Linked DNA regions of Sus scrofa: region 1 is linked to region 2. A link is a contact called in public HiChIP or PLAC-seq data. All regions are on one chromosome and are shown on one strand. The core of a region is the stretch at or near the end of the contact, and the rest is flanking DNA. Distances in the headings are between cores, read along the strand shown. Region 1 has its middle 100 kb from the start of DPT. Region 2 overlaps ATP1B1 (ATPase, Na+/K+ transporting, beta 1 polypeptide).

What was found. HiChIP or PLAC-seq counts read pairs in DNA pulled down with a chosen protein or histone mark.
Region 1: an H3K27ac HiChIP or PLAC-seq map of skeletal muscle shows a contact between it and region 2. The contact joins two enhancer-like sites. A contact is called at or near these places in 1 of 5 promoter capture datasets (liver), 1 of 47 Hi-C or Micro-C datasets (psoas muscle) and 2 of 2 datasets of contacts at active chromatin or transcription factors (alveolar macrophages and skeletal muscle).

The regions. Positions count from the first base shown.
Region 1 is chr4:82,184,665-82,190,331 of Sscrofa11.1, reverse strand. It overlaps the pseudogene LOC106510108. Among named protein-coding and RNA genes, the nearest start is that of DPT, 100 kb to the left of the region's middle. Within about 2 kb of position 3,996, at least 3 of the 83 cell types and tissues checked have an H3K27ac peak or open chromatin away from gene starts, as enhancers often do. A contact at or near this core is called in skeletal muscle, where this site is marked.
Region 2 is chr4:81,928,686-81,934,336 of Sscrofa11.1, reverse strand. It overlaps ATP1B1 (ATPase, Na+/K+ transporting, beta 1 polypeptide), which reads left to right. Exons shown (of 6, transcript NM_001001542.1): 2 at 1,952-2,080. Among named protein-coding and RNA genes, the nearest start is that of ATP1B1, 5.5 kb to the left of the region's middle. Within about 2 kb of position 3,031, at least 20 of the 83 cell types and tissues checked have an H3K27ac peak or open chromatin away from gene starts, as enhancers often do. A contact at or near this core is called in skeletal muscle, where this site is marked.

The DNA.
Region 1 (5,667 bases), core at 2,747-5,246, 260 kb before region 2:
AGAGGTGACAGGAAAGGTCGAATGGAGGGAGGGCAGGGAACTTAAATTCTTTATATCAATTTCTAATGTTAGAAATGTGGATGATTTTTATAGTGATACATCTTAGTATTCTTTAAAATAGAAAAAAAATTGCATACAATATCAGTCAGCTCCTTCAATATCCATGTGGAGGTCCATGGACATATGTTAATTGTTAACTGAAACCAAAGCTTGCCTTGTTATTTAGTACATTATTATTGACCAGGATACTATTTTTCTCACTTTTATATTACACTTTAAGCTTTCTGAGATGTCATTTATTATTTATTTTATGCTCACAGTAACCTTGGTGTCATCATGGTAATTAGTATTAACTTCATTTAATGAGTTGAAAACTGTTACCAGAAGGGTTTAATAAATTTCCCAAGATTCCAAATGCACTGGGCAAATCAAGACTAGAATTCAAGAGACCTAAGTCAAGCTCTTTGCAGTAAATGAAATCCATGGAAGAACTCGCAAATGCAATACAATACCCTCTGTCCTTGGCAGAGACCTGTGCTCCGAGAAAAGCTGTTACCTACAGACAGATGGCTTCCAATATCTTATTTAATGCTGTTCTTTGTATTATTCACTGAGTTCCAGAAATGTGGTTGAGAGAATGCTGAATTTGGAATCAGCAGCCTACCGGCTAGAATCTGGACCCTGCCATTAAAAAAACAAAGCCACTTAACCTTTCTGGAAGTCAACATCCCTACCAAGTGGGAATGACACCATAACTCCCTCTCAGGGTTTTGTGAGCCCCCAGGGAGATAACGTTTGTGAAATTGCTTTGTAAACTCTAAGACACTTGGTAAATGCCTGGTATGTTATTTGCTTACAGCTTTTTGAAGGCTATTTGGAAGAAACACATATTCCCAAGGCCACCAAGAAGATGAGAAAATCTAAGAGGAAAAAGATAAAATCATTCCCAAGAAGAGGAAAGAAATATTCTCACTCTGAGTCACTTTAGTCTGTAGTAATTAGATTTCAATATTCTTAAATATCTATTTACTTTTTCCTCCTGGAACAATGTTGTCTTCCCTCTGCACGTCACCCCCAGATGTGACAGTCATTCAATCAGTTCAGCTATCAGAGCAAATAAATTTCACTCTCTGGGTTCTTTGCCTGAAGCTTCACAGTAGGATAAAATGTATTGTAAATGCTTCTGCCCTTAGTCATTGAAAGGGAATCATAAAAATACTGAGCTTCCTATTAAGTTTAGTAAAATTACTTCTGCTGAAGAATACAGAGACCTAAAATCCTTCAGTGCATTGGCTGTAAGTATGGATTAGCTGGAACATGAAATTCTGCTACGTATGTGATGGTGCTCAAAATGTCTCTAATAGCCAATGCCACAATTATGCTCTATCTTTGTAAGTAAAAGTACAGAGAGAAATGTGTGTTGGAAAGATACACTTCAGTGGTCAATGTAGGAATCTGACCAAAGACTCTATCACAGAAAATGGCAGAGTGCATAGAGTAACCAAACTAAACCCAGGTCTGGAGAAGGAATAGCTGAATGGGGGTATGTTCAGACCATTACCTGCCTGTAAAGTGAAAGCCACCTCTTGAAAACAGCTCTCTTCTCCTCACCCTCAAATAGACTTCCTAATATTGACCTTACAACTTACGAAGATTCTCAAATTGTTGTTCTAATAACTTGTCTGCAGATAGAAAATTTTATTTGTCCCAGTCTGATCCTAATTCTTCCTGTTTCATTTTCCTACCTCTCTGTATTACCTAAGACCTCCACTACAGAAATGTATAGAAACAATAATGGCTTCTTAGACGTATTTCTGACTTTAAAGGAAAAGATTCCGAGGTTGTAAGTGTGGTGTTCAAAGTGTACATTTCTTAGATTCTCTTAATCAAAATTAATGGTTCTGTCTTAAAACCAAAATTTGTTTGATAATAATAATGCAACATCAGATTTCTTTTTTCTGATACATTTTTATTTAAACATTTTCTCCATTCTTACTAATTATATAAATAATGTCCCTTTAAAAGTTGAAATCCCTGCCTTTTATCAGTGAGTTTAATCACTTTATCTCTTTATGTTTACTGTATATCTAGATTTAGTTCTCTCTTTTGTGTGTGTTTTCTATTTTCCATGCTGTTTATCAGCTTTTTAAATTTTCCGTTTTACATATACTATCAAAGTTTTCACTTTTATTAATCTGTTCTTTTGAATATATACATATTTTATTTACATTCTTTAACATGGATATATAATGAAGTCCAATTTTAATCAATATTTTTTATTGACAAAATTTAGAATGCTTTAACTCTAATCCTCTCCCATTTTCATGTTATTCTACATCCCAACTTGTTTTTAAACTTCACCAAATAATCTCATTTTTGTTGTTGTTTATAAATCAACAATCAATAATTATTTTGAAGTACTAGCATGCTTACTAATTTTTCTCCTTTTTATTGCTTTTATTTCTCAAAACTTCCATCTGGAATAATTTTCCTTTTTGTGAAGTCCACCTTTCAGTAATTTTTTCTCAGTGAATGTGATTAGTAAACAGTCTTGTTTTGTATGAAAATAATTTCAGCATGCCTTTCAATGACAATTACTCTGGCTTATATTGTTACTGTTGTAGACTATGACACATTAATTTTCCTCATGAGTAATATGTCTTTTCTCTTGTGTACCTCATAAAATTTATTTGTCAATTGTCTTTGCTATTCTGCAGTTTTACAATGAATGTCATGTTCCTTGGGAATGCTTGTGCAATTCTAACATAAAGACTCATATCTTTCTTCAGTTCAGAAAAAATTGGAGTCAGTATTTTTTTAATATTGTCTAATCTCCATTTTTTTTCTAACAAATATATATTCAATAGTCTCCTTCTAATGTCCACATCATATCTCTTTATAGTATACCCCATCTCTATCACTCTTTCTTGAATTCTGGATTGTCTATTAAGATCTACATATTCATTTATTAATTTTGTCTTCAGTTTAACTCACATTTTGAGATTTTAGTCTGATTACTAAAGTTTTTAATTCAAGAAATTTTTTTTTTCTGCTTTTACTTTTCCTATACTATTTTCTTCTTGTGTTCTGACTTCTATGTCTTTTTTAAATGTTCTAAGATTAATATTTTAAATGTATTTCTTCTCCTTCTGGATTTCCTCTTTTGTGTGGATTGGTCCACTTTATATTATCCCATATATCTCTTATACTGGTTTTGTGTTTTTTCATTTGGTTTTCTGTCTGCTGTCCTGATTGGGTGATTTCCATTATTCTATCTTCCAAGTCACTAATTCTTTCCTCTGCATTATTCTTTCTGCTCTTTAATGCCTTAACTTAATTTATGTCTTTGCAAACGAATTTTTAAAATTTTTCTATGTTCCTTCTACTTTCTAGTTCCTTTATAAAGTAATCTGCATTGCTGTTCATATCCGCTCTTAATTCCTCTATATTCAGCCTTAATTCCTTCAGTATTTTCACTATCTCCCTTTTGAATTCAATGTCTATCAGACTTGCAGAGGTCTGTTTCATTTTTTGCTGCTTCATGTGAGTTCTGTTTCTTTAACTGGGAATGGTTTCTGAGCTTTTTCATCTTGCTTATGTTTTTCTTTCTCTGTGAGTTTAGGGAAGCCAAAATGTAGTCTTGGATGACTACTTCTATGCGGGAGCTCCCCTTTGTATTTTGTGGGGCGTTAAATAAAAACTATTTTTGGTGTGGGAGTTTGAATTTTTGCTGCCGCTTTCTTCGATGCGAACAGGATGTTTTCCCCAGGGTGCAATGGGTAGGGCTAGTAGTCAATGCCTGGTTTCTATGCTCTTAACAGCAGCAAGGACCTGCATGAAGGTGGAGCAGGCTACTCCTAGTTGCAGGGCCCTGGGAAGTGGTTATGAGCCTTAGGCAGATTTACAAGGTGCTCAGGGCATTTAGCAATGGCAGCAGCAGAGTGTTTGTGTTCCCAGGGGATTGACAGCAACAACAGGTAGTGTTAGATTGCAGTGCCCTCCCCTGAGGTGATTGGAGCCACAAATGGTGCCTGCTCAGGGACTCCTAGCGGTAGTGGGCCATGCCTACCTCTGGAATCAGTGATAACTGTGGTGGTTTGCCCCCACCACCTGCAGACCACAGAAGAAGCACACTGTCTCACTTATCCCACACAGGAGGTGCTGCACAGTTTGCTCCTAATTGCAGGTTTCTGGGAAGTGACAGAGATCAAGTGTGTGGGCACTGCTCAGAGCATTTGGCACTGGAATCAGCAGGGTCAGTGTGCTGCCAGGGGTGCGATCGCAACAACAAGTGGTGTTCAGTCACAGTGCCCTCCTCTGTGGTGCCCTTGAGGTGATTGGGGCCGCAAGTGGTGCCTGTTCATGGACCCCTAGTGGTGATGGGCCACACCCACCTCTGAAGTCAGAGATAACAGTGGTGGTTTGCCCCTGCCACTGTAGACCATGCAAGAAGCACCTCGTCCTGCTTAGCCTCCACAGGAGGCACTAGCCCACACAGGATGTGCTTAATTTTTCTAATCAATCTCTTTTCCATGGACTGTATATGCTTTCAAAAGTCTTAGCAACAAGCAAGAGACTCCCTTAGAGTTGCTCGTGTCAAATGACTTCAGATCTCATCCTATCCTCTGTGAACATGAAAAGCCCAAAACTCATCTTCTAAAACTTACATCCAGAACCAGCTGTGACATCATCTAAAATGTATATCCAGGATTGTGGCTTCCAACTGTCACTCCTCCTCTAGATTTTGAGATTCTCTTTATTTCTGCTACCTGTGGATTTCTCCTTCTTTTGGGCTTAGCAACATATTTAGCTTTTCTTAGCATACTTTATGCAAAATTCTATGTTCAGAGAACGAAGTCCTTTCAATTAAATTTCCATTGTTTTCAAAGTAGAATTTAGGCAGTACTCTATCTTGTGCATTGCTTACAAGTTTTAAGTACATGCAAAGAAATACCTGCAGTGCTCTTGAATGTGTGTGTGTACCAGCTTCTCAAACCAGTTGTTTGGCCTGAGCTTTCATTGTGGACTTCCAGCTGGCCCAGTGAACTTTGTTTCCAGTCTTACTGCAAAATTGGCTTGATATCCTAAAACCATTTTCCCTTAAGCTCATGAGATATCTCAAAGTTTCTGAATTTTTGTATTGAAAAACCATGGGTTTTTAATGACAGAAAGTTCTTTGATAATTGTGTCATCAATACCACCTACTGTGTGACCCTGAAAAATTCAAGTAAGTTCTTTGAGACTTAGTTTCTTCATATGGTAAATAAAGAAAAAATATCTACTTAAAGAGTTAGTGTGCAATGGATGTATTTACTACATAGGAAGATGTTCCCCTTGGTTCAACTCGTATAATTATTTACTGAGCATATGCTTTGGGAAGGCATTATCTTTATGATACTCTATACTTCTAATATTCTGGACCAGCTATTGATTTCAAATCACCTGAGTTATCATACTTAGCAATAAATATAGCAGACACTAAACTAACTTTAAATAATTTTAGTTTCTGATAAACAGTGAGTAAATTTTAGTATAAGTATGGTCCATGGAATATTTAGTGCATGTAATATTTGGCACACCTATGCTAAAAGGTTATATGTTGTTTCTCTAAAATCCAAATTTAATTGAGCCTCCCACATTTTATCTGGCAAACCTACACTGGATCCA
Region 2 (5,651 bases), core at 1,782-4,281:
CTCTTTGAGCCTGTGTGTCGGTGAGCCCACTGAATAGGCTCCACCACACCTGCATCGTCCACTCTGACCAAGTGACCTCACAGCAGGGGCGACATCTCAGAGCAAAAGAGAAAAATCCTCTCCTTCTCTTAGGGCAGTTAAGATAGGCTGTATTTCCTTCTGTTCAATCAGTGACTTGTTTATCTATAATTATATTTGTATTTTAAACTGTAGCGTCAATGATATCTTCTCATTTTGTTAGAATTTAGTATCTGGGGTCCAAGGAATGAATATAAAACTACTTCCATGCTTAGGCTAAGAGCATCCAGACAAGGTGTGGGGCAAGAAAAAAAGAGAATACAGTTCTCTTTCTGACTATGTTATACGAACTCTTGCACCTCTTAGGAGCATTCCCTGGAAAATTTTTCCAGATCTCCTGACGTCACAGCCTTGCCATTTGCCTACTGCTGCCTGGATACAGAATGCAGCACTTAACCCTTGTCCTTCGGGGAGGCACTGATTGAGTTGGGCAGCTGTGGTTCTGGATTATACAGTCTTTTCATTTTTCCTTATCTTTGTGTGTGTCTTTGCCCTTTTCCTTTTTTTTTTTTTTCAAATAGAAGGGAAAAAGGATTATGATTAGGCATTTTAGTGTGGTTTGATGTATGTTTTACTTGTCTAGAGTATGATTTCCCCAAACTACTTATTTGCTGATAGAAAAGTTGAGCTTTTAAATATTCGGAGAGGGCAACCTGGCTGATTTCAGCCACAGTGCACCCAGTCTCACCCTGCCTCCCTCCTAGCGTGTCCATACATGTACACACACACACACACACACACACACACACTTCTTTCCAATAATACTTTTGTTTTCCTGCTTTTCCCTCAAGGATCCTGGCCTTTAATGCAGGAGATCTGAATGTTTTAAGAAATAACCTAAGGCTCCTTTGTGCAGTCATGTTTCAGACTCGATAACCCTCCGGTTCTCTGTTCCCTCTGCTGCATTCACATTGAGCTGTTTGGCTGGCACAGGGCTGCCGAGCGATGCCTAGTACAGCCTGTTACTATGCGGCTAATCAGGGAGATAATCCTTGTAAACCAGTAACTGATAGCCTCATTCCAGTCTATTGGCTTCGCAGTTGTTTTTTTGTTTTTGTTTTTTTTTTTGGGGGGGGTTGTTTTTTGTTTGTTTGGTTGGTTTTTTTTTTATTTTTTTGGTTTTTGCAGCTATTTTCAGTCTCCATTCTCTTATCCTATGAACTATAGGGAAAAGAAAATGCAGCTTCTCAAGTCAGTCCCTGGTCTGAGTTCAGTCAGAAAAAGAAAGAAAAATTTGCTTGTCAGTTTTTACTATAGCAGTTCCTCTTTCTCCCTCCACCCGTGTTTGGTTCCCCTGATAGGAAAGACAGTGTGCTAGGTCAGGAGAGTTTCACTGGGTTTCTCAGCATTCATTGCCCTGTCTCAGCATAAAAACTTACAGGCCTTTGAGCTTTTGGGGAAGCAGCAGAGCCTGGACTGAAGTCCTGAAATGTCAAGGGATAAGCAAGCGAAGAAAACAGAGGTCTCTAAGGAAGTATACTGTCATATTTGAAATGCATTGCATAAGCACGCAAACATAGCCCTAGATTTTGTTGATCATCTTCATGACGTTTTTCCCCCAAATATATGGAATAAAATTATTTCCTATAAAGAATCTTAGTTCTAGCTGAATTTTTGCCCTGCCCTTAACCGCTCCACAACACAGACACACACTCACACACAATAATGGAGGGCTGCCCGTTCCCCTCTTTTTACCCCACAGTCTGAAAGTGAGGTTCTTTCTCTTGATCACTGTTGGAAAAGGAAGCTCCAAAGACACAGATTGGAGGGGAAGCCAGGAAGGAAATTCATTCATCTCTGAGAAGTTAGCCTTTTGTATTCTGAATATATGACTACATCATAGCCTTTTCGTTTCTGTCTGTTCTCCTTGCAGTTAAGATCCTTCTATTCTACGTTATATTTTATGGCTGCCTGGCTGGCATCTTCATTGGAACCATCCAAGTGATGCTGCTCACCATCAGTGAATTTAAGCCCACATATCAGGACCGAGTGGCCCCACCAGGTAACATGAACATGAATAAATTCAATTCTTCTGGAGGTAAAAGGAGTGTCACTTTTTCAATTGAGAAAACATCCTTCTGAAAATTATCTGTTGTGTGGTATTAAAACCAACCTGGGAAGGAAGAATAGAACTGTCTGTTGCAGCCAGCTCTCCTACCCGCATTGCAGGCAAAGCTCCTGGGGCTTGCAGACATCTTACTTTCAGAGCTCTGCAGGGAGGTGAGAAGAGCCCTGGTCCTCCACCCAGCCTGCCCCTCACCAGCTCTGACCTCCCCCTCGTCCCTAACGCCCATAGGATTTCTTAGTAGGAGCATTACGGGGCCGTTCCAAGTCTCACACACAGTTTTCACTTTCTTGAGGGGGCTGTGACTCAGATAAATCCTTTAAAAATCCACTTTGACTCCTGTTTTTAAAGGCTAACTTATTTTTAGGGATGATGAGAAGCTCTGAAACAGCTACCTATTCCCAGAGACAGGAGCTGTGACTTCAGGGGTCCATTTTCCCACCTGCCGTTGACTGGCAACTTGACCTTGAACAAAGGTGCTCTCCATTTCCGATGTTCAATTTTTATGCTTGATGGTTTAATCGTCTTACTTACTGGCTCTCTGGACCCACTTTGCAGGGTAATTGTCTCCTTGAGCTCTGAAAACTTGGAGCAAGAAAGAGGATATCAGAGAAATGCGAACTGCCCTGTGGCGATGTGGGTGCTGTCACTGAGTGGTCGACCAGCCCTGTATGCATGCATGCCCATGCCAGTCACTCAGCCCCAGGAAGGCCCTGCCATTACTCCTGAGGCTGACAGAAGGACAAGACAGCAGAGCCACCTCAACACGATTGTTCTATTTGTGATGGTACTGTCTGGCTCTTCTCAAAGTTATTGTCGGGAGGACCTGGAGAGAGGAAATGTTGCATAACTTCCGGTTTCTCACATTGTCTATGACCTTGAGACTGCCACTGCGGGTGGCAATGACGTGTTCCCTCTCCACTTTCCCTGGGCAACAGTTTAGTAACAGCTGTATTGAGGTGACAATCTTGAGGCTGTCTTCATGGTACTGAGCAGCCTTGACCAAATGCAGCTGCCAGTCACAGGCTTCTTGGGTCCACCTCATTGTATGAGAAAGACTCTCTGAAGAAAATCTTCGGAATATGCTGGTAGAAAACACTGGTTTTTAGTCCCAAGTCAAATAGTCCTCCATTGTAAGAAAAACCTTAAATATTTCCAGATAAATTTAGATCTAGGGGATTTTGGAAGTGAAAAAAAAAAAGAGAACATGTAAGTATAAATGACTTATACTTGTCAGTAAAATGACTTAAACCTGCTTAATAATCCAGTTTCCAGCAGCTATTTCCTCAAAGAAGTGAGTCTGTGGAAAGGTTGAAGCAAGAATTTTTGTGTACACAGAGAAACGTGGAATTTTTTTTTTTTCTTCCTATAACCATTCCCCTTCTCCCCCAATCCCCCTGTGTAGAAAGATCTTTTCTTTCTTGTGTACTCCTTTTTTTGGTGGGGGGGGGGGTGTCTTTTTAGGGCCACGCCCATGGCATATGGAATTTCTCAGGCTGGGGTAGAATTGGAGCTGCAGCTGCTTGCCTCCTCCACAGCCACAGCAATGCAGGATCCACGCTGCATCTGCGACCTACACCACAGCTCACAGCAACGCCAGATCCTTAACCCACTGAGCAAGGCCAGGGATTGAACCTGTGTCCTCATGGATGCTAGTCAGATTTGTTTCTGTTGAGCCACGATGGGAATTCTGAAATGTAGGATCTTAACATGTTGGACAGTAAAGCATGGCTTTTGCGACAGTAAAGCATGATGTGTCTTTTCACGTTCACTTCTGCTGGAATTTTTGTGGTAGCATTAGAAGTCATAATTTAAATTTGTATAGATCTCTTTTTTTTCCCATTTGAAAGCTATTTTTCAATTACGATGCCATTTTCTAGTAATTCTTAGACTCGAAGTCTTATACTTAAAGTCAGTAATTCTTATACACCAAAGTCTAGCATTTTATTTAATTTCCTAGATTAAAAAAAAATGTCATTGAGTGTATAATCTCTGGGGGTCAGTCTTTAATAGAATTAAAGATTTTCTTCATGTTCTTTGCAGAAAGGAAAATTCCACTTTCAAAAAGAAATAGTTGAAGAGCCAGACCTTTTAAGTGAGGGCTTCTAAATGACCTTGCCTGGAAAAAACTGCTGGCTGAGGTGCTCAATCCTTCCAACACCCCCTCTCCCTGCTTCCCTCCCTCCCCTTCCTCCCAGCCCCTTCCTAAAAGACACATTCTGGGTACCTATATTTAGTGTCCTCACAGCAGTTGGACTGACCTGACAAACAGTCACTTCTCCAAAGGAATGCTGGTGGCTCATCTTGGAAATATGCATTCCTGTCCCATTCCTGTCCTTGGGTCTGAGTCACAGGAAGAGTGCCTTCACGGTCCCCTGTCTTCCCTGTCCTGTCCCTTGGGTTCTTTGTCATTTCTCTGTCACTCCTTTTCCTCATCCCCTCACCCGTCACCTTGCCAGGAGAGTCTAGGCCAAGCTCCCTTTCACCCTTGCCTTTCCAAGGGACATGACATTCATTTGAAAATGTTAGCAGCTTTTGAGCTGGGAGGCCAGGCTGGCAGAGCACTTACTGCCAAGAGGAACAGCCTGTGGCCTCTCCCTGAGTGTTCTGAGGGACCCTAATGGGCCCTCCTCCTGCCAGCTTCAGGGCAGATCTTAAGAATTTGTGTTTCAGGGGAGTTCCCACTGTGGCTCAGTGGCTACGAACCCAACTTGTATCCCTGAGGATGCAGGTTCAATCCCTGGCCTCGCTCAGTGGGTTAAGGATCCAGCATTGCCCTGAGCTGTGGTGTAGGTCACAGATGTGGCTTGGATCCTGCATTGCTGTGGCTGTGGTACATGCCAGCAGCTATAGCTCCAATTTGACCCCTAGTCTGGGCACTTCCATATACCACAGGTGCAGTTCTGAAAAGCAAAAAAAAAAAAAGGATTTGTCTTTTGGGTAGGCAGTAACTAGTCCTTCAGGCCATAAACCAAAAGAATTCAGGGAAGGATACCCTGCCAATTTTTTGGCCTCAGCTTATATCTCTAAGCCTCTGTTGTCATGACAGTTAAAGAGGGAGAATTGTATATTTATTTAAGTCAAAAGAACCTAGCGAGTGTGAAAGAGCTGGTCCATCATTTAAACATATAAAGACTTATTAATGCTATGATTAACTGAACTTGAGTCATGAATACAAATCTGGCCAGATTGGGTTTTGATGGCCCTTTTCACACTGGAATACCTGGTACTCAAACCTCTTCTAAATAACACACGTGAATGTGGCCAAATTAAGCAGTGGCAATTGTGTAATACCTTTGGATCTGTATGTCTCTAATATTGGATGGGGTCCTGGGCTAAACACAAGTCTCAGAGAAAGGACTAAATCATCAAATGGAAGTAAAATATAAGAAAAAATGAATAACATAGTTTCTTGCCCTGAGCAGTGGTCTATTAGTCGTGTTGTTAGGGGACATTGGGACAGATCTGCCTACTCAGCCTGAAAAGCAAGGTCTACTGAGATATTATG